Regions from separate parts of the Danio rerio genome. Here region 2 is linked to region 1. A link is a contact called in public Micro-C data. All regions are on one chromosome and are shown on one strand. The core of a region is the stretch at or near the end of the contact, and the rest is flanking DNA. Distances in the headings are between cores, read along the strand shown.

Region 1 (6,945 bases), core at 2,912-5,411:
ATCGTGTCTTTGATAGTTCATACTGTGTGATTGTCACTCACGTGCACGAGCAGCGATTTGCCTGTGATTTCAGGCATTTGTCGGCGATTTCTCAACACCTGTCGGCGAGCCAAAATCGGGGCTAAAATCACGCAGTCTGAACTAGGCATTAGTCAGGTCTCAAACGCATGCAATTATAAAAACTTACCCTCGAAGGTTAAAATTTGAAATGGCTCCTATGTTGATAACTTATGCTTCAGTCAAGTTTAATTCAGACTACATTGCAGATCTCTGTGCGGACTCGCACATTGTGATCTCGATGCTGAAACAATATATTGTGCAGCCCTAGAATACAGTATAGGTGTAATAAATAATATTAGTAATGAGTATAATAGTAGCCATATCATAGAGAACTGCAATAAAGTATTTTGATTATCTTAGAAAAATGTCTAGTTTATGATCTTTACATAATAATAAAAAAATTATAGTTGTATTTTTTTTTTTCAATTTGGTTTTATTGTAAGACATATTGCAACACTCAACAACAATATTGCGTACTTGCGCAGTGTCTAATGTAGTGTCTTGAATGTATATAGTTCAACGCTATCATGGCATTTTGTAACCTTGATTTAGTGGCTAATTCGTATTAGTACAATCTTTTGTACAATTTGCTCATCCCCCAATCACGGTTGGGTTTAGAGGCGGGGTTTGTGCCACGCATCCTTTTAAATTCCGCTCAGTTGTGCGAAAATGCAACTAAAAATACAAGATAATGAATTGTCATGAGATAGCGATGAATTGTATACATATTCGACACTGCGAAAAATGTTGAGTGCGATAATGATATTTCTTACAATATAACTAGTTTAGTAAATAAAATATAACATTTAAAAAAAAAAAAAAATTTTTTTTGGCTGATATTTTTCACATTTAAATGGTTAATTTTTGTTGGTGACTGACGCATCATTAGACAATACTAATAATTCTTTACTCTGTTTTTCTAGCTGGATTAAACGAGTGAACGGCTGAACTTTCATGATGGGGAGTCAACATCATTCCAGTCCAACCTGACGTCATGAAGTTACTGTGGAAAATACAATAAACACTTTGTTTTGTTTCTGTTGAGAAGTTGTGCCGTGTCTTTAATTGTGGTTGGGATTGAAAAAATGTTTACGTTTATTGAACTGGTGTTTTATTACAGACTGAGCTTAACCAAGTGTGCCTCAAGCCTACGTTTGAGTGAAGGTTTCGGCCGTTAGATCGCCCCCTGGGGGCTGGCTGCAGTACAAGTCATAAAGCCCGCCTCCTCCGTGTTAATGAAGGAGACTTGAGCCCAAATAAAAAAAAAATATTACACTTGCAATAAAATGTCCCGAAAGATAGTTCTGGTGGATTAAGGCACTGGTTATTGTGCTGAAATAGGTGCAGATCTTTATTTTTGTAAACAGTTTGTTTTTAGCAGTAATTTAATGCTGGGCGTGTCATCGTGATTGACAGCTGTGATTGACAGTTTCTCAAAGCAGCGCGTCTGAGCTTCGGCAGGAGACTGAAGTAGACTGAAGTGTTATTATTCGATTTCTGTGTTATTTTACCTTGACAAAATGAGTTCAGCAGTAAACTATAGTTTCTGACATACATGATCCTGGTGGAACACTGTTTATTCGCTAAGTTCAGGGCTTTTTTCGGGCTTTATTAGTTTGCTGATACACGCCTAGCCACCCAGATAGCAAAACACAGTTCCGGCTAGATTCTCGCCTGCCGGAGACTTATCTCTTAGAGCTCAGACTGACTACCTCTGCTGGACCTACTCCGGATGCCTGGACTCACTGCCAGATTCCAGTCCGAGTCAATCGAGCCAGATGCGGCGGCCGAGCGAGCAGGCGCTGCCGCATGCGAGCCGGAATCAGCCCGCGACGCCGCGAGTAGGTTATGCGCTGCGGCCTGGAGCTGGCGCGATTGAATATATAAAACCCTCATATTTGTTAACGTTATTACATCCATTTGTGTTGATATGACAGCAAACGCATGCTGAGAAGTTCGGGGGGCGTAGTTGATTTTACATAAAGCGTTTGATTGGAAGCTCGACTCTGCTCATTTTCGCGGCTCCTCCTCTGGCTCCATCAGACAATCCTTCTGCGCATGTCTGGCTCCAATTTCAGCAGTCTTTTGCGACAGTTTGTGCCCGCCAAGCAGGCGTTTTGCCCTCAAGGCGTTCAATGGGAAAAGGGGCTGTCGCGTCGTCCATATTTTTTACAGTCATTGAGCTTAACGCTCCATTCACAAGAGGCTTTAGCATCAACGCTTGACAGAGGGTGTGTTTGAAGTTGAGGCTGACGCGATCATCATAGCGGCGTCAGCCAATAAAATTAGTCAGCAATAAGCCACTGTCTATGGTGGTGTATTTGCATACAGTGATATAATTGGCTGTCAAATGACCCTCTGCCTATTAAAAAAAACAAAAGTTGGATCCAAGATGGCCAACTTCAAAATGGCCACCATGGTCACCACCCATCTTGAAAAGTTTGCCCTCTCACATAGGCTGTTTCTCTATATGCGTTCTTCAGCGGTCTTGTGTCCTCGTGTTCTTGTGTAACGTCATCATCAGCTGCCTAAGTTTAGTTCCAATACTCCAGACCGCAAGTACGGAGGATGCATGAAACTTCCCGGATCTTGATATTGAGGATGCACCGATGCAGACTTGAACACCGAACTCGCTCTGGAAGTCCCAGAAGTCATTGCGACTGGAGGTGGGAAGCGCAGCATTTTATCTAGATTTAATATTAAAGTTCAGAGATATTATTTATTTACCTCAGGAGTTTCCCTAAATGAAACCGTCAAAGTAAACATGACCGTGAACATCTTAATAAAGGAATAAACACATTAAGGGTGTTTGCTGAAATTCCCAATAATCAGTTTTATTTATGTTGTGCAGAGTCTATTGATAATGTTTTTTATGCAGAGTAAATGTATTTAAAATCGGAATAACAATAAATCTTTGTATGTTGTAATGTTTAAATTATCTACCATTTAAAACACGTGAAGGTCATGTGACCATCAGGAAGAACGCAGCATCCCATTTCTCACAGGACGCGTGTCTGTTCTGGTCTCCTGAGTTCGTTCTTCCGAGGACACCTGGCTAGACCGGTCTCCACAAGAACGCAAGTCCGTTCTCTGCATTCTTGGGATTGAGAAACAGCCATATACTAATGTGCCACAAACAAGACGTTAATATCACCAACCATTCCCATTTTATTTGTATCTATATAAGTGGCCCACCCTGTCGAATCCCAACATATGAACTTAACATATCACTCATATGTGACTATTGCGAATGTGCACAAGTGATTTAACGATGCTGAAAGCATATGTGCTACTTTAATGTGTATTTATCATTGCTAATAATAATATATATTTAATTTGAACTTAAAGTTTACTATTGCAAAAAACAGCTAAAACCAGCTTGACCAGGCTAGGAGACCAGCTAAAACCAGACTGGGAGACCAGCTTAATCACCCTGGCCAGGCTGGGAGAAGAGCTAAAACCAGCTTGACCAGGCTGGGAGACCAGTTAAAACCAACTTAACCAGGCTGAGAGACCAGCTGAAAACCAGCTTAGGCTGGTTTTAGCAGTTTTTTTCGGCAGGATGTTTACAATTGAACAGAGTTGAAGTGTGTGTAATAATCTAATTTTACCGAATTTGTTCAGCTCTGATTTTTTTCTCAGCGTTGTTTACCTATAAGGAATAGAACAAATGTCCGAATCCCTTATAGAAATGAATCAATCAAAACCACTCGACGAGGATGGGATTCGAACCCACGCGTGCAGAGCACAATGGATTAGCAGTCCATCGCCTTAACCACTCGGCCACCTCGTCCATGTGTATAAGACAGATAAAAATGTGTAGAAACAAGCTAAATGATGATTACAAGTGGAAAAAGCCAAATAAATAAACCGCTTTACGTGGCTCATGAATATTAATCACAACACTTGATCGGACGCTCAACATCAGCGTGACCTGATTAATATTCATAAGGAGCGCCTCCGTTTATGTGGAGTTTTATTTATTAACATATTTTTTTTCCCAAACTTATTTAATTTCAAGGATTTCGAATAACCTCTTGTACATGCTAAAAGATGTATTTTCAAATTATAATAAAGTATGGATAATTGGCGCCATCTGTCGGTTGGAGTTTGCTAAGGCCTGTTCAACGCAAGCTGAGGTGAGTTTTGTTTCAATATTATTTTTGTTTATCAGCTAATAACGTTCAAAAACACATCAGCCTCCGCTGTATATTGTTAATGTTATGTTGTTGGCGTTATAAAAAGTCGCTGCCGTGTGTTTGGCTTCGAAAACAGTGTGTTTTCAGGTAAAATAAGTCCGAAGTTGTGTTTGTTGTCACAAGGCGCAACCGCCAAACATTATGTTTTACTGTTTATTTGGTTATTTTTTATCAACTATACAACAGATCGAGAGACACGCTTCAGAGAAAGCTTAGCCTGAACTTTCGAAGAACTTTTGGATTTAGCAAATATCTAAAAATGTATTTATTTTTAATAAAGTGGTTGCTAGGGTATTTTGGGAGGTTGCTATGGAGTTCTGAGTAGTCACTAGGTGTTTTAAGGTGTTACTATGTGGTTGTTTTGATTGAGGTTAAGTTGGTTTTATATTGGCAAATTCAGTCTTTCTCATTAATAATATAAACTTAGAAAAGTACTAATTATAAATTCTAAATAGTAAAATTATATTAGCAGCCAATTGATGAAGTACATTGTGAGCCTTAATGGGTGTTTGGTTTGTGATGAGCATTGTTTGACGGGTGATAATAGGGTTGTGGTGGTGGTCTTGAAAACTCAAGGACAGTTTGCAAACCTGCTCTCAGACACTAGATGGCAGAAACGTAAAACATTTAAAGAAAAGCAAGCTTCACATCAGCAGAGATCCTGAACACCGTCTATAACTTTTACAGAATATAAGCTGAGTGAGTTTTATTCTATATTCTATTCTAGATGAGGGAGTTCAAGCTGATTTAGTAGTGTAAAACCAGTTCAATAAACCAGATGTTTTATATATATATATATATATATATATATATATATATATATATATATATATATATATATTAATTGATAAATTAATTTATATATTAATTAATTCAATTTATATAATTAATTAATTAAACTTTAATTATAATGTCATTCATTCATATTCTTTTCGGCTTAGTCCCTTTATTAATCTGGGTTTGCCACAGCGGAATGAATCAACAACTTATCCAGCTTATGTTCCATGCAGCGGATGCACTCTGAGCTGCAACACAGTACTGGGAAACACCCACACACTCTTAATGATAATGTGAACTAATACAATAATAATGTTTGTGTGAGTGAGTGTTTTAGTTTGTGATTGTGTGACTGACTGACTGAGTGTATGTGTGTATGTTTGTGAGAATGTGAGCGTGTGTTGAATGTGTGTGTGTGTGTGTGTGTGTTAGTGTATGATTGTGTGGGTGAGTGTGTGAGATTGGGTATATGTTAGTGTGTGATTGTGTGTGTATGTGATATTGTATGACTGTGTGTACATGTGTGTGATTGAGTGAGTGACTGAGTGTTTGTGACAGAGTGAGTGTGTTAGTGAATGATTGTGTGTGTGTGTGCGTGAGTGTGTTAGTGGTTGATTGTATGTGTGTTTGTGTGAGCGAGAGAGTGTGTTGGTGTATGATTGTGTGTGTGTGTGTGTGTGTGTGTGAGAGAGAGAGAGAGAGAGAGAGAGAGAGAGAGTGTGTTGGTGTTTGTGTGTGTGTGTGTTTGCACGTGTGTGAATGTGTGTAAATGTATGATTGTGTGTGTGTCTGAGAGAGTGTGTGTTAGTGGTTGTGTATGTGTTATTGTATAAATCAGGGTGCAGGTTAGTGATTGTGTGTGTGTGTGTGTGTGTTATTACATGAGTCTCTCTCTGTGTGCGTGTCTCTGAGTGTGTGTATGTGTTAGTTAATGATTAAGTGTATAACCGTGTGTGTGTGTGTGTGTGTGTGTGTGTGTGTGTGTGTGTGTGTGTGTGTGTGTGTGTGTGTGTGTGTGTGTTAGTGATTGAGTGAGTGTGAGTGTCTCCGCTCGGGGTCGTAAATGAAGGTAATCGTGTGTGTGTGTGTGTGTGTGTGTGTGTGTGTGTGTGCTGTAGAGGCTGAACGGAGGCCGTGTCCTGATCATTTCCTCTGCCTGCCGTATTTTCCCTCCATCTATTTCCAAGATAACAGGAAACTTCAGATGTAGGTTGTCATGGAAACGATGCGCTGGTTCGCTGCCGCTGCCTCTGAATGCGCACGCAGATACACTTGTTTCTCAGTGTTGGCGACGGGCTTTGACCTTTGAGCTTATCTTTTCTGCACTCCGGCTTGCAGCGCTCGCTTGATCGCGTCCTGATATGATAACAGCGAGTGTGGAGAGGAGACTGGACTCCACTGAGCATGTGCAGCACATATGAGCAGCTGTCTATTGGTTATTCTTCATTTATTTGGATTTTGCTTGATGTTGTGCTGTTGGTGCTTTGAAGAAAAAGGTCTTTTGTTGCTTGTTCAAACTACTTATTTAAAATGAGCTTAATTCAATCTTGATTTTTTTTAAACAACTTAATATTTTTATGTTCAGTCCACTTACACTTGTTATTGTTTATTATTTTTATTATTTATTGTATCATTATCATTATTAGCATCATCGTTATTATTTTTTATAAATTTTATTATTATTGTTTTTTAAAGTTATTTTATTTTATTGTAATTCATTCATTCATTTTCTTTTTGGCTTAGTCCCTTTATTAATCTGGGGTCGATACAGCGGAATGAACCAACAACTTATCCAACAGATGTTTTACGCAGCAGATGACCCAGCCGTGGCTCAAACCAGCGACCTTCTTGCTGTAAGCCGAGCGTGTTACCCACTGCGCTACCTCGTCACCCTTTTATCATAATTATT
Region 2 (6,945 bases), core at 2,874-5,373, 400 kb after region 1:
TTTCTGAAGTCTGCTTATTTATAGTAGATTTTGCTCTTTATGTTGCACCTCATGTTCTTTTGTTTTTCACACTGTTTATATGGGACAGTACACATTTTTGTTTTGCAAAATGTAAAAAAAAAAATTTAAAATGTGGTTTACAATAAATAAAAAAATACTGGAAAACAAAAGTGTTTTAAGTTTAACAACATAAAAACGGTGGACCAGTTGGAGCGGTATTCAGAGCGACCGCAACTTGACGTAGGAGTGCTGTCACGATTACCAGCGATCATTTCCCATAAGATATGCTTGGTCTAAGATAATCAATTGATTAAATCACAAGGTAGTAATAATATTATTTTATGATAGGGATTATTTTGCCTTGAAACATTAATCATATATTTTATACATGATCATACATTATATCAGGTTTTATTTTTCAAATGATGTTCATAAACTAAAGAAAGTAATGCATTTATTAATTTTAATTTAAGCTATAAGGCCCAAACTACAGAATTTAAAGAGTTTCATCTCCACATGCATTGAGATGAATAGGAATCTTAGTTAAATCATATATTCATTCATTCATGTTCCTTCAGCTTAGTCTCTTATTCATCAGGGGTCACCACAGCAGAATGAACCGCCAACTATTCCACCATAAGTTTTACACAGTGGATGCCCTTTCTGCTGCAACCCAGTACTGGGAAACACCCATACACACTCATTCACACACACAATTATACACTACGGCTTATTTAATTAATCAATTCCCCCTTTAGCGCACCCGGAGGAAACCCATGCCAACACGGGGGAACAACCACTGAGCCACCGTGTCACCCTGGACAATTTAGCTTAATCATGTATTATATCAGTTTGTGACAAATGTTGTTTGTTGACTAAAGAGTGCAATGCTTGTATTAATTTTATGTTAAGCTAAAAGAGCCTGTTTGATGCCCGTTTAAAGTATTCAAGGAGTTTAATTTTAATCTACGTGCACTGAGATGATGGAATCTGAAATAGTATTGAGTCCAATAATTCAATTTTGTTAACGAGTAATTAAATTACTTTCACTCATGGTCATTAAAAAAGTAATTTAAGCACAGAGTTAATGATGTAATCAGTATTTGTTTGTTGCAGTCCACCCAACACTATTTTACTGTACATTTAACATGAAAACAGTGCCACAGTGCCACAATTCTTCATTTATTTTCACTTATATATCAGTACTTTGCTGTGAGAAATGCTGCATTTATTTATTTCCCTCAGTTCTGGTTCAGCAAGACTTAAAACAAATATCTTTCTCCCCAAGTGAACACATTGATTTCTTCACACAGCGCTTTGTTAAACTGTATTCGTGAGGAGAATTCTATGGATTTTATGACATGGTCACTGAAGCCGTGAATGCATATAAATTATTATATTTGCTGATAAACACAAACAGCAGCGTTTTTATTCACTTCATTTGAGAAACGATTTTACCTGGAAGCTCCACATGTGTGAATCTACTGCCACCATGTGTCTGAAAATAACATTATAAAGGAGGATATCTGATATATTACTAGTTATATATCACTATTTAGAAATATACACATAAATATTGCACATTAATAATTCGTGTTTATTTCAGTAATATTTCAGCATGATGACCAAATTAAACAACATTAACAGCATGCTGTATTTAATATTAATGAGAAAAACTAAATAAATACATTTTTGACATTTTCACAGTTTTTCCTATTATATTTTTTCTCCCGGAGCAAGTTTTATTTCTTTTAGCCTGGCTGGAATAAATAAATTAATGTTTTAAAAACATGATATTATAATTATGTGATGCGGTGGTGCAGTAGGTAGTGCTGTCACCTCACACCATGAAGGTCGCTGGTTTGAGTCTCGGCTGGGTCAGTTGGCGTTTCTGTGTGGAGTTTGCATGTTCTCCCTGCGTTCGTGAGGGTTTCCTCCGGGCGCTCCGGTTTCCCCCACAGTCCAAAGGCATGTGTTACAGGTGAATTGGGTAGGCTGATATTGATATAGGCTGATTTTCCAGAGATGGGTTGCAGCTGCAAGGGCATCCGCTGCGTAAACTCAAAAAAAAAAAAAAATTTAAATTAAAATAAAAATAAAAATTGCAGCCAGTTGCTTTAAAATTTTAAGTTAACTCAACTTTTTATTTTTGAAGAAATGAAGAAATCAAAGTTTAAAGTCTCCTCAACTGATTTTTTTTTTTTACTTTCATTGAACAAACAGTTCCAAACATGCAGTTAAATCATTTTTATTAGTAAAATTCAACTCAAAATATGCCCACCTAACGTACAATTTTAAGCTAAATTAATAATTTGTTAAGTTAGATTTTTTACAGTGTAATTACCTATAAGGCGCACCTGCAGATCAGATACTGAAACAGCTAATTAAGTTTTGGACGTATCGCCGCTGTAGGACTTATGTTTGTCTTATTTTCCTGTCTGATTTTGTCCTGCTCCTGAGTTTACCTCTGCTGTTTGTCTGTTACTTTCTTTATTTTATTTTATTTATTTTCCATCCATGCTCAGAGCATCGATCAACTTTTTCAATATTAAGCAATTTTCTAGTCTGATCTCGAGCCTTGGCAAATAACTGAGAAAACACCACTATTAAAGGCCACATTTTTATGTAGACTTCTTACAAAGTATTTTACAGTATTTTATATATAAAAATACAAGACACTAAAGTATTTTGATACAAAACATAAAGCCATTATCATCAACCCTTTTAAACACAAATGACAAAATACTATTTTCACTATTTTGTATTTTTTTTTTAAACGTATTTGAAATACATGTCTGATAAATACTGTCCATCATATATGCACACAGTTGAAGTCAGAATTTTGAGACCCCCTGGTTATTTTTCCCCAATTTCTGTTTAACAGAGAGCAGATTTCTCCAACACATTTATAATCATGATAGTTTTAATAACTCATCCTAATAACTGATTTTTATTTTTAGATTTATATATTATATTTATTTAGATTTATTTTATCTTTGCCATGATGACAGTAAATAATATTAGACTAGATATTCTTCAAGACACTTCTATACAGCTTACAGTTTAAGCCTAGTTAAAGGCTTAACTAGGTTAATCATGTTAACTAGGCAGGTTAGGGTAATTAGGCAAGTTATTGTATATTGATGGTTTGTTCTGTAGACTATCGGGAAGAGCTATAGCTTAAAGGGGCTAATAATATTGTCCTTAAAATGGTGTTAAAAAATTAAAAACTGCTTTTATTCTAGCCGAAATAAAACAAATAAGACTTTCTCCAGAAGAACAAACATTATCAGACGTACTGTAAACATTTCCAGAATCTGTTCAACATCATTTGGGAAATATTTAAAAAAGAAAAATAATTCAAAGGGGCGCTAATAATTCTGACTTCAACTGTATATAGATATATACATATACATACACATGTACAAACACATATATTTAAGAGTATATATCTGTAAACAGATAAGCATATATTTTTGTTTGACGTCAGCTCATACCGCAGTTTCTTAGTTTAAAATAATTTCTTAATTTCTTAATAATTTCTTAATTTAAAATAATTTCTTAATTAAATCATTTCTAAATTTCTTAAAATAATTTCTTAAATTAATTTCATAATTTCTGGTGAATTGTCATCACATACAAAATTGTTTAAGATCTGATTTCTTAAAAAAAAACAGCACTCACCTCTGCCTTGCTGAGATATCGTATAAAGTGGGCATCAGACCAAACAAGAAGCACTGCATTAAATTATACTTTCACACGCCATGCCTTTAAAATATGGAAATTAATTTTACCTCAGTAATTTCAATGGTTTTTGCGCTAGCCTGTTGCTAATGAAGATGCCTGCGTCTTTGGTTTTTTGTTTTTACACTTCAACAATCAAATGGATGCTTAAGTCTATTTAACTGAATTTGAATTACATTACAACATCGATGCTGTAAAAAAAAAAAAAAGCTTATAAAATTGAAAATAGTCACATAGACTTCACCGGAAGTCATCATTGGCTGAAAAACACTAGCTGTGCACACAGGCCATTAGCATGAAGATGTGCAAAAATGTGAATTCGCGGCTCCTTTAAGAAGCTCTGCGCTGATTGGCTTCTGACGAGCACGCGTTTCTCTTCATTCAAGATGGCGGCGGCTCCAGAGCGGCAGTGGAGCGACGAGCAGCTAAAAAGTGAAGAAGTGCCGAAAAAAGAGCTCATTAAGTTCATCCAGGACAGCGCAGCACACTCGGTACTGCAGCACGCAACGCACACCACACCATGCAGTGCACACTACACCCTACAGTGCACACTACAGTCTCAAACACTGTGTGTGGAGCTGCGCGCGGAGCTCATTTTCGCCTCATCACTGCTGCGCAGACTCTGCAGATGCTGCTGTTTATGATCATATTCATATTTGTATCCGTCATTATTTCACACCGTGTTGTTATTTTACCGTAAATAACAGTTTAAGCTCAAATTGTGTGGTTTAAAATATGTTTTTAGTTTTTAAATCCTCCTGCGTCATTGTTTCTGACAGTGTAAAAGTGGGTTTATTCACTGCAGTCAGTGAGAAACTTCTTATTAACTTTTTATTAATCGTTTAATTTAAGGTGAAGTTGGTTTTATATTCGCACTTGGTTCATTTTAAGGGTCTCTGTTTTGTTTACCATACTAACTTCAATATTGGGTCTGAAATTAAAAGCATGAATGTCTTCAAAACAACATCAGCTCTATTGAATTGACTGTGAACAGTGTTGTGCTTCAATAGTCATCGGCTATTAATAAGATTTCACTATTTATACCTTTGCAAATAATACGTTTCTTAAAATTGTATTATTGAGAATGACCGAATATGTGAATATAAAACCAACTTTAACTCGAAATAGTTGGGATAGATTTAGCTTTTTGTTATTTAGAGATTTTGTCATTTTGTGTGTTTTGATTATATTCACATTTTTATCCGTCATTATTTCACATTGTTATTAATAATACATAATTATAATAACATTAATACAATTATTAACAACAGTAGCAGCTCAAATTGTGTCATTTACAATTAACCTTATCATATAAATACTCCTGGCATTGTTTCTAACGGTGTAAAAGTGAGAAACTTCTTATTCATTCATTCATTCGTTTTCTTGTCGGCTTAGTCCTTTTATTAATCAGGGGTCGCCACAGCGGAATGAACCGCCAACTTATCCAGCAAGTTTTTACACAGCGGATGCCCTTCAAGCCGCATGTGTTTGGACTGTGGGGGAAAACCCACGCGAACGCTGGAAGAACATGCAAAACTCCACACAGAAACATTAACTTAATAATAGTTTAAATTTGTATGTTTGTTTTAGAAGTGATTTTATTTAGACATTTTCAGAAATATCAGTAGTTTTAATTAAAGTTCATGTAAAAGTTATAAATGCATGTCAATTATGATTGTGAAACGATGTACAAGTAAAACAGATTATGAGGGTTCTTGAACTCTTAATATTGTGTTAGTTTGAGTAAAATGGGAGGATTTGTTTGACTTTACAAAGCTCTGATGACATTTATTACATATTTAAAATAAAATACAGCTTTTTTGAGAACATTTAGTGGAAATTAATGCATGTTTTCAGGGTTATACAACCAAATATGGATTTCTTAACTCCTCTGAAGTTTGGATTCTTAAAATGAATAGAAACATTTTAACGGTACATTTGTATTATTTTTAAGCTAAAAAGGCTGTATTTGACAAAATATTTATTTAAAATTAGGAAGAAATGTCATTAGTTTACAGACCAAAAAATAATTACCTGAAGTGAAAACTGTATTATGTATTTTATTTAGAAAAACATTAAGGCCAAAAGTAAGCGGCAGTGGTGAAGTGGTCAGTGTGTCGACACATGCACTCCAGGTCTCAGATTCCTGCCTCCAGATCCTTTGCCGCTTCTTCCCCTCTCTCTCCTCCCCATGCTGTCCCTCAATGCTCTCTCCTGTTCATTAAAGGCAGGGGTGTCCAAGCTCTGTCCTGGAGGGCCGGTCTCCTGCATAGTTTAGCTCCAACCTCCTTCAACACACAAGCCTGGAAGTTTCTAGCAAAACTAGAAAGAGCTTGATTAGCTGATTCAGGTGTGTTTAAATGGGGTTGGAACTAAAATATGCAGAAAATAAGCAGGAGTTTGGACATGCCTGATTAAAGGTGTAAAACCCCTTATAATAATTATTTAATAAATAATAATAATAAACCTGAATAATAATAAAAAATTAAAAAGGGAAAAATACATTTATTTCTGGTTAGATTATTGTCAGACCATTATAGAATAATCCAGAAGAACTTAATTGTGTGTGTAAATTTATATATAGCAGCAGCGGCAGCAGTAATGTGGATGATGTACTGTACTGGTTCATTGTAAAGAAGGAGCTGAGCAGAAAGGCAAAGCTCTCTATGTATCGGGTCAGTCTATGTTCCTACCCTCACCTATGCTCATGAGCTTTGGGTCATGACCGGAAAGACAAGATCTCGGATACAAGCGGCTGAAAGAAGTTTTGCAGGGTGGCAGGGCGCACTCTTATAGACAGGGTGAGGAGATCTGACACCCGGGAGGAGCTCAGAGTAGAGCCGCTTCTCCTCCACATCCAGAGAAGTCAGCTGAGGAGGCTCGGGCATCTGTTATGGACGCCTACCTAGGGAGGTTTTCCAGGCATTCTTGTCATCATTGGTGTGACGAAGCAGAAGTGTGTATGGTGTGTTCACTGTCAGTGGAATGTAAGTGTAATGATCTTCATGCTCTCCTCAGTTTCTGGCTGAACACAAACTCCTGGGAAACATCAAGAATGTGTCGAAAACAGCCAAGAAAGAGCAGCTGATCGAGGCCTACAACCAGCTGTTCCAGAGCCAGGTGTGTGTGTGTGTGTGTGTGTGTGTATGGAGGACTGTGAAGTCAGATGATGATGGTCTGTGTGTGTGTGTTTATGTGTGG

Evidence for each region. Hi-C and Micro-C count contacts between places; a contact is called where the count stands out from the background.
Region 2: a contact with region 1 is called in a Micro-C map of caudal fin, with 14 times the contacts expected there. The contact joins the promoter of fkbp3 here to the promoter of LOC101884676 in region 1. A contact is called at or near these places in 2 of 18 Hi-C or Micro-C datasets (caudal fin and hematopoietic stem cells) and 1 of 4 datasets of contacts at active chromatin or transcription factors (caudal fin).

What each region holds. Positions count from the first base shown.
Region 1 is chr20:57,591,242-57,598,186 of GRCz12tu, forward strand. LOC101884676 (MAM domain-containing glycosylphosphatidylinositol anchor protein 2-like) reads left to right here and starts at 4,162. Exons shown (of 19, transcript XM_073933869.1): 1 at 4,162-4,199. It overlaps trnas-gcu (transfer RNA serine (anticodon GCU)), which reads right to left and starts at 3,853; the gene lies at 3,772-3,853. rps29 (ribosomal protein S29) reads left to right here. Exons shown (of 3, transcript NM_212953.1): 3 at 984-1,102. The coding sequence ends at 992.
Region 2 is chr20:57,993,880-58,000,824 of GRCz12tu, forward strand. It overlaps fkbp3 (FKBP prolyl isomerase 3), which reads left to right and starts at 4,124. Exons shown (of 7, transcript NM_001077770.1): 1 at 4,124-4,235; 2 at 6,763-6,864. The coding sequence starts at 4,131.